Linked DNA regions of Pan troglodytes: regions 1 and 3 are each linked to region 2. A link is a contact called in public HiChIP or PLAC-seq data. All regions are on one chromosome and are shown on one strand. Each heading gives the region's core, a stretch centred on a gene start, on an enhancer-like site or on the middle of the called end of the contact. The rest is flanking DNA. Distances are from core to core; before and after follow the strand shown. Region 1 holds the start of ZMAT3 (zinc finger matrin-type 3). Region 2 holds the start of ACTL6A (actin like 6A). Region 3 holds the start of PIK3CA (phosphatidylinositol-4,5-bisphosphate 3-kinase catalytic subunit alpha).

Evidence for each region. HiChIP or PLAC-seq counts read pairs in DNA pulled down with a chosen protein or histone mark.
Region 1: an H3K4me3 HiChIP or PLAC-seq map of stem cell-derived excitatory neurons shows a contact between it and region 2, with 2.4 times the contacts expected there. The contact joins the promoter of ZMAT3 here to the promoter of ACTL6A in region 2. A contact is called at or near these places in 1 of 7 Hi-C or Micro-C datasets (stem cell-derived neural progenitor cells) and 1 of 1 datasets of contacts at active chromatin or transcription factors (stem cell-derived excitatory neurons).
Region 3: a contact with region 2 is called in an H3K4me3 HiChIP or PLAC-seq map of stem cell-derived excitatory neurons, with 3 times the contacts expected there. The contact joins the promoter of PIK3CA here to the promoter of ACTL6A in region 2. A contact is called at or near these places in 1 of 7 Hi-C or Micro-C datasets (stem cell-derived neural progenitor cells) and 1 of 1 datasets of contacts at active chromatin or transcription factors (stem cell-derived excitatory neurons).

What each region holds. Positions count from the first base shown.
Region 1 is chr2:182,260,789-182,264,894 of NHGRI_mPanTro3-v2.0_pri, reverse strand. ZMAT3 (zinc finger matrin-type 3) reads left to right here and starts at 1,953. Exons shown (of 6, transcript XM_009446885.4): 1 at 1,953-2,649.
Region 2 is chr2:182,737,779-182,741,883 of NHGRI_mPanTro3-v2.0_pri, reverse strand. ACTL6A (actin like 6A) reads right to left here and starts at 1,360. Exons shown (of 14, transcript NM_001271671.1): 1 at 915-1,360. LOC134809503 (a long non-coding RNA gene) reads left to right here and starts at 1,811. Exons shown (of 2, transcript XR_010155386.1): 1 at 1,811-1,933.
Region 3 is chr2:182,328,518-182,332,810 of NHGRI_mPanTro3-v2.0_pri, reverse strand. PIK3CA (phosphatidylinositol-4,5-bisphosphate 3-kinase catalytic subunit alpha) reads right to left here and starts at 2,519. Exons shown (of 21, transcript XM_024355822.3): 1 at 2,383-2,519. KCNMB3 (potassium calcium-activated channel subfamily M regulatory beta subunit 3) reads left to right here. Exons shown (of 6, transcript XR_010155875.1): 6 at 260-526.

The DNA.
Region 1 (4,106 bases), core at 704-3,203, 480 kb after region 2:
CCAGTGGGATTTGAGTAGACATGTCATGAGACATTAGAGAAGCAGCTTTAAGAGGCTTCACAAGTTTCTAACAGCTTTCTGGCTCTTCCCATCTCCCTTGAGAATTGCCAAGTTCTACATAGGGGCAGCTTCTTCAGCTTGGGCACTGGATTGAGGAGACCCATGGAGCAGAACCTCAGCTGACCCAGCATGTAATACAAATAAGAAATAAACCTTTGTGGCCATCAGCCATTTTTTTTTTTCCAACAGCAAAAGTGATGAATATATTGTTTGTGGCTTTTTTTCCTTTCACCTCATGTGCTGAAACTCATGAAGTCCAGCCAATTCTAAACTACAAACTCTGACTTATGAGACTACTGTCACTGCCATGAGCTTCAAATATCTATTACACAAGCATCAGATTTGCCTTTTCTTTCTCCCCGAGGCAGGGAAGGAAATGCCCTAGCTGTCTGAGAAGAGTATGTGAGCAGAGAACATGGAATTGTTCAGATTTTCATCCTGATGGACAAGAACACATCAAACTATCAAACATAAAACTTGAAAACTCCAAGACATTTATCCTTCCTGGACTCAAGGTATTTACAGGACAGAGGAAATATCTCTTAAGTAATTATAATGTGGGACAACAAATAGTGTGTCATCAAGGTGTGCGGAGAAAAGTGCTGTGGGAGCTCATGAAAGAAGAGGCCTGGAAGGACAGGTAGGATTTGACAATTCAAGGGGAGGGGAGAGAAAGCATTTTGTATTCAAGATGCAGACAGAGCTAAATTACAGAGGCAGGAAATGAAGGGGCATGGATGGGGGTGTGAGTGAAATGATGAGGGGAGACTGGTGGAAGGTCAGATTGGAAAGGCTCCGCAAGGCCTAGTTGTGGTCCTAGATAAGGAGTGTGGACTGTGAAGTTCTAAGACTGGCTAAAGACCATATAGAAAAGGGGCTGGAGAGTGGATTTTAGCAGCATTTATTATTTTAGAAACAATATAGCCCTTTAAAATAGTGACACATAAAGTAAATGTACCTATACAGCTGGAAAAACAATTCAGGTGATGGATTACTCTCCCCAAATGGCTGGTGTACACTGTGTGTATATGTTTGTACTTCATATTCATTGTACTTATGAAGTCTTTTATGGTTTGTTGTTGTTGGTATTGGATTGGTGCATTTTTCAGCCAAAGAAACAGCCTTGATTTCCTGCAGTTGTTTCCCTACTAATAGGGCACATCTTACTATACTTAGATCTCCTTGGCATTTTAATTCGTGTTTTAAAAAATAACCACACAATAATGCAAATGTACTTAATGCCACTGAACTGTACTTTTTTTTTTTTTTGAGACGGAGTCTCGCTCTGTCACCCAGGCTGGAGTGCAGCGGCGCGATCTCGGCTCACTGCAAGCTCCGCCTCCCGGGTTCACGCCATTCTCCTGCCTCAGCCTCCGGAGTAGCTGGGACTACAGGCGCCCGCCACCACGCCTGGCTAATATTTTTGTATTTTTAGTAGAGATTGGGTTTCACCGTGTTAGCCAGGATGGTCTCGATCTCCTGACCCCGTGATCCACCCGCCTCGGCCTCCCAAAGTGTTGGGATTACAGGCGTGAGCCACCGCGCCCGGCCTGTACTCTTAAAGTAGTATATTTGTTATCGTTTGCCACACACAAAAATAATACCCCAGCAGATCTTCATACGAGTTAATTTACGCTATAAGTTTAGAGCCGGAATTTCCTCAACTCATCACTCAGTGTTAACATTGAAGATGTCCAGGTTGGTTATGAAGGATGTGACATCCTAGCGTTGGCCACTCTTTTCCTGGTCCTTCCTGTCTTGCAGGTGAGCCTCTGGGGGTCAGGAGAAAGTCTCCTCTATCTCCTGCTCACTTTCGTGTAGGGGAGGGAAGGTGTGTGTGTGGGTGGGTGGGGGCGTTTTGTGTGAGGGAGGCCGCTACTGGGCAGGCAGCCACGCTCTTCTTCCTCCATCCTGGGGCGGAAGTGGGGAGAGCAGCAGTTTAAAGGTTCTGTTGCAGCAGTTTAAAGGATCCACTCAGCCGCCTTAACCACCAACCAGCAGGCTAAGGGAGGAACAGAATGAACAATGTTTGGATCCCAATGACTGGAGATGAAAGTTGCAAAAGCTCTGCCCAGGCTTCTACCAAGGATTAACTTTCCAGGGCATCTGCTGAACAGCTCTTCGGGGCTGTCTGCTGAGATTGGCGGCGGGACCCTCCCGCCTCTCACTCGTGCCTTTGTTCCCCACGCCGGCCTAACCCCGCGCCCCTGCGCTCGCGGCCAGGGCACCTGACCCACGCGCCGCCCGCCGGGGATGCGGGAGCCGCCACTGCTACCGCTGCCACCGCTGCCGGGCCTGCTCCGCCAGGCACATGCGCAGTGGCGACGCCGAGCCGGCGCCCTCAGTCTCCTCCTCCACCGCCTCCCGGTTCCGCAGTCACTTCCTGCAGCTGTTTCCCTGTGGGTCGGGTTGGACTGACTTTTGACAGTCAGCCTTCGGCTGCAGAGGGGGCTCGGCGGCGGCCGGCGGAGAAAGTTGCTCCGAGAAGAGGCTGGGTCGAGCTGGGCCGAGCCGGGCGCGCAGGGCGGGCGTCGCGGGCGTCCCGGGCGGACGCGGCGCGGAGACTGCCGGCGCGTCCCGGGGGTTCCGGTAAGTGCGGGTGATTGGGAGCCGCGGAGCTTTCAGGACGAGCCCCTGGAGCGCCGGGGACTAGCGGTTCCTTTCCGATGCTCTTTCCATCTGCCCTCCACGTGACAGGGCTTGCGCTGCTTCTATTTATCAGTTTGCTCGTTTCAGGCATTTCACGTGGACCAGGTGGATCATCTGTGCGTGCAGCTGCCTTGGCCCTCTCAGTTGCCCCCGCCCCGTGGGAGTCGGGGGATTCCATCCTTCGTGATGGCATCCATACCGGGTTGAGGTGCGTGTGTGGGTTCGTGTGTATGCATGCACATCTTAGGAATGTAAGGTGGATGTGGGCGACAATGAACTGTCTGTAGCTTTGATTCAAATCTGTAAACAGTTCTCTAGGATTAGGAACCGTCACAGCGGAGACTGAAAAACATTCGCCAATTCACCAAGGCCTCTTCCCCAGTTTTCTGCGTTCTTTTGAGCCTTCTTTATAGGATACACCTTGCCTCAAGTGATTATTATTATTATTATTTTTACTTTTCTCCCTCTCATTCCTTCTTGCTGCGTTCTGATGACCTCTGAGTAATGCTCGCTGCCTTTCCCTCATTTCCAGAATTCCCAATTACGGACTTACCTAGTTTGCTGAGGTGCTGCTAACCTGTTCCTTGATTCTATTCTCTTTCCTCTGTAGATTTCTCCAAATGAGACAAGAGATTGTCTTTAACACAGTATGTGAAGAGTAGGCCCCAGTCCAATCATTAAAACTAAGTATGCTATGACAATTAATTTTCTTTAAACAGGGTACCTTGTGAAGCTTTGATTTTCTTTAATGTCGTCTTAGCTCTTTTCCAAACCAGGACATTAACCAGCATAAATCCTTCATTTATGCCATCGCAAGCATCAAAGTGACTGGTTTTTAAGATTTGAAGAATATTTATGCCAGTCTTCAAATTAGTCCCTTTTAAACCAATGCAACAGTTGAATAGATCTGAGTTGCATGTTTTGGGTCTCTGTATTCCATCATTCATGCATTCACTGAAGACTTGGTTTTATTCATTTTAAGATTTATATTTTGTACTAATTTTTGTTTGCAAATGTACTAATATTTGATGCAATTGTCATACATAGATTTTTTTGAGGAGTCGACATTGTGTTGATTGTTAAATATAACAAGAAATAAATTTGGGATATCAAGCTACTCTTTAAAAATTGTAAAGATCAAATGTGATAATGGGTAAATCTGTGTTTGGCAAGAATTTTTTCTTTAAATCAGGTAACTTTATCACCTCTGGTAGGAGGCCTTTTGTGCCTCTGTTCTTTGAGAAGGATCTTTATTTTGAGGGAAACCTGTAGATAACACTGGGGGAGACACATGTTAGAATTTCCTCAAGTGAAAGTGAGCTTTCATAAAACAAGTCCAGACATGCCTCGGCAATTGGTAGCATTTGATTTTCTGTTTATATTGCTGATTTCCTTTA
Region 2 (4,105 bases), core at 111-2,610:
TCAAGCCCCATGAACCCAAAGTAGGAGAGTGGCCATGGGAGGCAGGAGGCTTAATAGAACCACAGAGTTCTGGATGTTTAAAACCTAGGATGCAATTTCTAGTCTATAAAAATCCTCAAGAATCGAACCTCTACTCTACTAAAAAGGCTTTTTTTTTTTTTGAGGACTTTAATGTTTTTCTCCTTCCAAGTTTAGGGGTGATGTGATTTTCTTGGGGGACATGAAGGAAAAATCTTATTTTTGTTGTTTCCTACCTGTAAAATGACATCCTTTATAGAAACAGCATCACTATTAGACATAGTAACAATAGCAATAGTCTGGATTTGTGTTCTGGGTCTCTAACTCATCAAACACAACCCAACACATGAATTATATGTATCAGTGTTTCAATTAACCTGCAGATCTTGCAAAAATGGAGGCTCTAAATCAGTAGATTTTGAATGACGCGTGAGATCCTGCATTTCTAACAGGCTTGCAGGTGATGCTGACACTGCTGGTCCATGGGCCAGACTTTAAGTGGCAAATGCAGCATTATTTCATTTAACCTTCATGCCCACCCCCATCGGCTAGGAATTATTCCATAAATGAGGCCTGAAGTTGGAAAGTTACATAAACTGCCCAAGACCAAAGCGCTTAATAAAGAGTGAGGTGGATATTTCAACCCAGGTCTGTAACCCCCGGCACCTGGTAATGTTTCTACCACACCACAGTCTAATCAAAGAAAGTGAAAAAATAACACGCCTAGGACCCCCAGCAAACTTTCTGGGCATCCTTAAATTACACGTGCTCCTGAATTGATCTCAAACAGACCCGCCCACGAGTCACTCTGGAGACTCCGCAGCCAACAAACCGGCAGGAGTTACTGAAAGGTGAGGCAGCTCGCGCATGGGGCGCAGACGGGGAGGAGGCAGTACCCTAAGTGGCCGCCGCTTCCCTAGTCAGTTCTACGGCTTGAGGCTCGCTTTGCCACCTATGGGACACTCTGGGAACCCTCCGTCCACGCTTGCAAACCGCCGGGACCTTCCAAGTTTAGGCGCGCGCACACGCGTCCCGACACAGCTGAGTCCAGGAGGCACTCGGGGAGATGCGACCCTGGGGCGGTCACCCAAGCCGGGGCCCGGCGGCCGGCTAGACTGAGCCTCCCGCCCAGCCCCGAGGCTCCCTAGAGAACCGAGCGCGCACCCCAAAACCCTGCTCCTCCGGGGACAGAGGCAGGAAGAGGCCACAGAGAGCCGCCACTTCAGGGCGCCCGAGGAGCACGGCGAGCCGGGTGGGCTCCGGGGGCGGGCAGAGCGTGGGGCGGGGACGGGGCGGGGAGGCCGGGGTCCCGAGAGGGGGAGACCGGAAGGGAACGCCGGGGAGGGGAGGGCTGGGAGCGGCGGTTACAAACCCCACACGCCGAAAAGGCGCGCTCTCTCGTCCGGCCGCACTCACTCACCTCCCCCGTACACGCCGCCGCTCATGGCTGCTGCCGGCGCGACTCCTACCCTAAGGGCTAACTGGCGAATGACTGCAGTGGCCGCGACTGCAAGTCTCGAGGAGCGATAGCCCCTGACTCCCTTAACTTCCACCGCCACCCCCCTCAGGCAACAAAGCGGCGTCCACACACCCCGGAGCTCAGCCACACTTGCTGGCTCCTCTCATCAGCCAATCACTAGGGTCCAGGCCTAAGTCTAGCCAATCAGAATGCGGCTGCGCCGCATCCCCGCCGCGGCCCAGCAGGTTTAGCCAATCGAAGGCAGCCATGGGGGCGGGAAAGAGGAAAGCGACAGCAGGACAGAAGGAGTTGGGTTGCGGAGCTGGAGGGGGCGGAGCTTCCCGGGTGGGCGAGGGAATGGGCGGAGGCAGTGGGAGAAGAAGGAGGAAGGCTGGAAGAAGCATGGGGGCGGGACTAGGAGGTGCGTCTGGGCGCTGAGGAGCGGCGGGAACCCAGGTAGGGGAAGGTAGACCCTTGGAAATTGAACGGGTGTCTCCACGCCGAGATTCCTGTCCAGTGACTGTGGGGAATGCGGATTTCTTTCTTTTTTTCTTCAGAAAAAGTATTTTAAACTAACTTTTATGTTGAAAAAATAAAAATTTTGCGCTCCACTTTGGGATAGGGGAATCAGTAAATCAGACAAATTGATAGGATCTTGCAATTTTTAAAATGGTTATTAGTAAGTAAAAGAAGAATGAAATTATGCGTTATCCCAGCTAAACCTAGGTAGCGCTTTAAAAACTATTAAAAAACTTACTCATTTCTTTAAAAAAAAAAAAATTTCAGGCCGGGCGTGGTGGCTCATGCGTGTAATCCGAGCACTTTGGTAGGCCGAGGCGGGCAGATCACGAGGTCAGGAGTTCGAGACCAGCCTGGCCAACACAGTGAAACCCTGTGTCTACTAAAAATGAGAAAAGTAGCCGGGCCTGTAGTCCCAGCTATGCAGGAGGCTGAGGCAGGAGAATCGCTTGAACCCGGGAGGCAGAGGTTGCAGTGAGCCGAGATTGCGCCACTGCACTCCAGCCTGGGCGACAGAGCAAGACTCTGTCTCAAAAAAAAAAAAAAAAATCAATTTCTTTTATCCTGTGAGAGGTATTTAAAACAGCTAATCAATCTTCATTCAAGCAAGCACCCAATCCTAAATAGGCATCCCAAAAACAGCCTGTCTTAGTCCCCTATTTCTACCAGCCTAGTCCAGATCACCTTCCTTTATCCCCAGATTACTGCAACAACTTGTTGCTCTGTCCCTTTGCCACTCTTGATCAAGGGAGCTTCATCTGTGAAAACGCCCAAACCCGATCAGGACACTCCAGCGCTCAAACCCTTAAGATTGCTGCCTATCCTTGTAATTGATCCTTGTCTAGAGTCTAGACATGCAGTGCCTACTTTTAACCTTAGAAACTATTGACTAAAACCCCATCAGTCTCAGTGGCAGAGGGTGGCAGAAAGTGATGAGGCAGTAGGGTGGGAAAAAAGGCTAGCGGGAAAACTCTTTCCCATTCACTTGACAATATAATCATAGTATATCTGACCATTTAGAAAAGCCCTATTAACCCAGTGAGATAATGCAGATGTCAGCACACTATGGCACTAGGGCCAAATCCAGTCTTTTGTGTGTGGGGTGGGGAGGGGAGGTGGGGAAAAGGGGAAGCAGGTGGGAAGACTGCCTTTTTTTTTTTTTTTTTTTTTGGCCTTGAGCTAAGAATGATTATTTCTGTTTTTAAATTATTTTTAAAAATATTTTAAAGAATAATATGTGACAGGTTGGGCATGGTGGCTCACAGCTGTAATCCTAGCACTTTGGGAGGTCCAAGCAGGAGGATCGCTTGAGGCCAGGAGTTCAAGACCAGCCTGGGCAACACAGGGAGACCCCCGTCTTTACAAAAAATTTTAAAATTATCTGGGTATGGTGGTGCATGCCCCCTAGCTACTCTGGAGGCTAGGGTGAGAGGATTGCTTGAGCCTGGGAGTTCAAAGCTTCAGTGAGCCGTGATCTCCCCACTGCACTCCAGCCTGGGTGACAAAGCAAGTCCCTGAAAAAAAAAAAAAAAAGAAAACGAAAGAAAGAAGGAGAGAGATGTGAAAACTATGCGAAATTCACACTTCAGTGACCTTAAACTAAGTTTTATTAGGACACAGCCCACACTTACTCATTTATGACTATTTTGCTCTGTAAGGGTAGAGTTGAGTAGTTGGGAGACAGAGACTATGTGTCCCACTCAGCTGGAGAATACATTTATTACTGGACCCTTTACAAGAAGAGTTTGCAGACCTGAGCTAACACATGTAATATAACCAGCATAGCGTGCATTAAGTACCCTATGTTAACTGTTGTCCCCATTATTATAGCTGTCACTGTAGCTGCATATCAAATCCCCAAAATATTTCTTCTTCCAATCTATGTTTTTATGATGTGTTTGACTAGTAGCTGGAGTATAAAATATTGAGATGTTTTCTAATAATTAAATATTGAAGAGATGCTATTTGTGAGTTTATAATACACAGTTATCCATTTAAATCAATGTAGCATTTAAATGCCAAATAATTTATATACAGCAAATTAACTAGATTTTGATATCGCTGAACATTGATATCTCTTCAATACTATCTCCAACATCTCTCATGTTT
Region 3 (4,293 bases), core at 1,270-3,769, 410 kb after region 2:
AATAGAGAACTGATCCTTTTAATGCTACTGTAGCTGCTCAAGAGATCAAATGGGATTAAGTTACCTCTCTTCAAATAAACAGATCAACAGAGCAAGTGCCCTTTAAATGGTAATCGTAACTGTTTAAAAATCTTTATTCAGTAAAGGGTACTTATAAGAAGCGGCACACAAAGTAAACTGGTTTAGAGAAAAAGTTATTACAGTCTACTTTATGTTGTGCATTATTTATAAGTTTGGGTTTTTTGTTTTGTTTTTTAAGGGGATACTGATTTGGGATGGAGAGGACCTTATCCTGACAGGAAGGAAGCTCTGCCACCAGAAAGGCTGTTCCACGCACAGAGCAAGCAAAACCACTGCACTTTTAGAGTCTCCCTTTTAAATATATCAAGGCCCATGACAATTTACACTTCCATGAAGCCATTTTTCAGTTTAAGTACAATATTTGTATTTAGTAACATCTCTTTAATGCTATAACCAATTTAGTTAAAATTTTTTTAACCTTAAATAAAAACACTCTTCTATATTTACAGGTGTTTCATTTTTAATTATTTAAAACTGACAGGAATGTCTTTAAAACTTTATACGCACAATCATGCAATATTAATATTCCTTTACTTTCTTGTTATTTCCCCCATGATGCTATTATTACGATATGCTATCATTTTAAAATAAACTATTTTGTGATTTTAATAGGAAAGTACTCGTTTGAAAAAGCACAAGAAACTTTTGAAAAAAGCTATGAAGTTTTATTTTGTCCCAAAATGTGAGATGAAAAAACTTAAGCAAAATACCAACACACACACACACACACACACGTAAACACACAGTCCTCTTCAGATAATTTTGGCTGATGACACTGCAGAACAGTTAATCTGATAATTAAAATTTTCCAGAACATGTGATGTTTAGATGGAGATCTATGCTGTCAACCGGACCTCAGTGCTTCAGTTAAAAGAAAAAAAAAAAAAAAACCAAAAACTTAAAACCTGAATACAAAGACACGTTAAATTGTTAAGACTGTAGTTGCTTTGAAAGCAAAGTGTTTTGATTTATCCAAACTAACTTAGCAACACGGTATTTTGAGTATTTTCCAGAAGTTTTCTTAAAACACGCAATCCAGCACATAAACAAATTTTGTACAGTACAATGTAAGCAAATACTCAGAAAAATTCAATTTCTAAGCAGGATAACATATGACCAATATTGCCCTCAGTGGTTCAAAAGTCGCAGTAGAAATAATCCCCTGAGATAACCTGGAATTTACCTACCCAAGTATTCTAAGGGGTTCTCCCCGGCCACACAAACTATGATTCAAAACATCGTTCCGAAAACCCAGGTCCTGCATGTGCACAAAGGCGCAGTGCTGGAATGAGGAAGCTTCACCAAGATGAAATCACAACTCTAATTCATTAAAGAATATGCAGACTGTTTTCTAGAAAGCCCCTCTTGTTGCGCTCCCTTTACCCTATCCTTTATTTAACCATGTAAACAGTCTCAATTATTGACATAAAAAAAATAGCTTTCGATTCCCAAGTCTGGTAACATGGTTGGCCACCATCACTATTCCTTTAGCATCCTAAAATAACCCCCTCGAGCCGAGGTCAAAAACACGCCGGCTGAACGTCTGGTGTTTACATAGCCCAATCCCGGGCCCTACCCTACCTTTCCGAGCCACTTAGGAGCCATGGAACAGGCATCACATAATACACTTAGTAAAGAGACAAGTCACATGAGTCAGTGTCTCAGGTCTATGAATGAAAGATCTAAGCGTTTGTCTCAGCTAAAAGGAAAAAACAACCTCGAAAGGAAGGGTGGGAGGGGAGCTGGCGGGGGTGAGGGGAGCGGTGTTCCTTCCATACCCCTGCCGGGCGATTTAAACCCAGTAAGAGGCAAACGCAGGGCCGCCAGGCTGGCGGGGCCGGAGTCCTCGGGCGTGACAGCCCCTCAGGAAAAGCTCGCGGTTTCGCGCCCGCGTCCCTTGAGCCGCGGTCCTCGCGGCAGCCCCTCCACCCGCGGGCTGGGTGGGCGTGCAGGGCGCGGGAGACGGAGCCACCGCGGCCGGGGCGGCGGCCCTGGGCGCACTTCCTCAACCTCCAGCCGCCCCGTCCCCAAAACTGGGAGTAGAAGCAAAGGAAGAGCGAGGCGGCAGCCAGAGAGAAAGGAGAGGGAGCGGCGAGCCCTCGCCTCTGCAGCTGGGAGAGGCCAGAGGCAGGCGAGGGAGAGGGAGCGGCGATCGCAGGCGAACTCCGCCGCGGGCCGACGCTGGGAGACGACCAGCCCGTAGCCCCCGCCCAACACGGCGGGCGCGCCCGGGAGTCTCCGGCACCCACCCGGTCCCCATTCCCACCGCACCCGCTCCCGGCCAGTCCGCGCTCTACTCACGCTCGGGGCTCTTCCAGGCTCCGCGGCTCTAACCGCATCGGGTGCCAGCCCCGCGGGCGGCGGCGGCGGCGCCGAGGGAGAGGAGAGCGGGCGGCACGGCCCCCGCCTCCCGGCCCCTCTCCCCCGCCGCTCCGGAGCTGCCCGGCCGGGCCCGAGCCCTGCCTCGCCGGCGGCCCCAGCCCCAGTCCCAGCGGCCGCGGCAGCAGCAGCCCGACACCTCAGCGGCCGCAGCGGCGGCACCGGAACTGCCGCTTTCTACTTCTCGCTCCTTCTCCTCGCTAGCCCCCGCCACACGCCCCCGCCCCCGACTCCTTTCTCCGTCGCCCCTGTTTTTTTTCCTTTTGTTTCCAGAATAAACTTTATTGGTCTCTTTTTCCGCTCACATCGTGTAAACAAACAACGAACTCTTCCCCACCCCCTCGCCCCCCCCCCTCCTCCGGCAGAGGAGGGTAAGAGCTGAGGAGGGGCAGAGCCTACAATCCCCCGGAAGCAGATGCGCAAAGAAGCGGAAGTGAAATTGAGGCGAGGAGGAGCAGGGAGTGGGCAAATAGGGTAACAATATGTGCTACTGCGCCTGCGTCTTGCTTTTCCGCCCGAAGTTTATGTACAGTTGGGGCTGCTCTTCTGACGTTTGTTTAATGATCCGTCTTCTGCAGTAGTGAGGGTGTTGTGTCATCCTAGGACAGCGTACATGTAGTATATTTGTTTCTACGAGCAGCAGGCGAGCTGGGGTAGAGATATAGAAAGGAATATTGGGAGCAAGTGGGTTATTTCACTTTTACACCCATAGAGGAAACGAGATTAGTTCGGGGGTGAGAGGAGGTGCGGTGGCTAACCGCCGCTGTCAGTGGCTAACCAGCGTGGTTATGGATTCTATAATAGAAAGAATGCTTTTTACAAAGCGTTGCTGTGCGTTCTTCTGCCGACACGGTTTAAGTTGTATACCATCCCGAAGGCGGAATGCACTGTCACAGCCCTCTGCAGTCCTTTGACTCACTTCGTGGAGACCTTTTGCTATGCCCTCATTTTTTTTTAAATCGAATTCTGATTCGAAGCAGCTTGTAGGATTCAATTCTAACTATTCAGAAGACGTGGGGGATTTTTCGCGTAATGCCAACAGAGACTTCAGAAATGTCATATAGTCTATAGATTTGATTCAAGGTAGTGTCTTGGTGCTGCGTACCTTAGAAGTCTGTTTGCTTGAGAGTAAATCAATCTGTTGACTTTTGAGATTACTACTGATAAAGGTTCGGTACTGTGCGTTTTTCTCCCCCTACTGGTCTTTTGTTGTAATATTGGAAAAGCGTAGGAGCAGTGATTAGAAGTCTGAGATACAAGTACTCCAGCATCGGTTCCTCCTTGAATTTTTAAGTAATAGAGGGCTTGGGAAGTGACCCATCCTAGAGATGTTACAGTCCTACTTGTCCTCTAGAGCAAAACTCTGACCAATAACAACAGTCTTCTCGAACACCGCACGTCCGTCCATACCCCAATGGTAAATGAGATGGATCTGTTCCTCTTTGTGGTCGTAGTTTCACTTGACTGTATTTTTTTCTTTTCTGTGTTTTCTTTCTTTCGTCCTTTTTCTCCCTTTAGCTCGGGTTTTCATCTCACATTCCAGGGGTTTGTGTTTCTAAATGTTTTTCTCGAAGCAATGTTCTTCAACAGTTTTAGAACACTGTTACTCCAGAGTACAGATTTTTTTAAAAAAGGAACACTGAATTGCTAGTCAAAGTAAATTTTAAGGCAATATATCCCAAATTGTGTTTCAAGCACAGAGTTATATGAGATATTAATAAGTAGACCTTGGTGGGGAAAAATATACTAGGGATATTTTTCCTTATAAAATTTATTTTTTATTTATTATTATTATTTTTTTGAGCCAGAGTCTCACTCTGTAGCCCAGGCTGG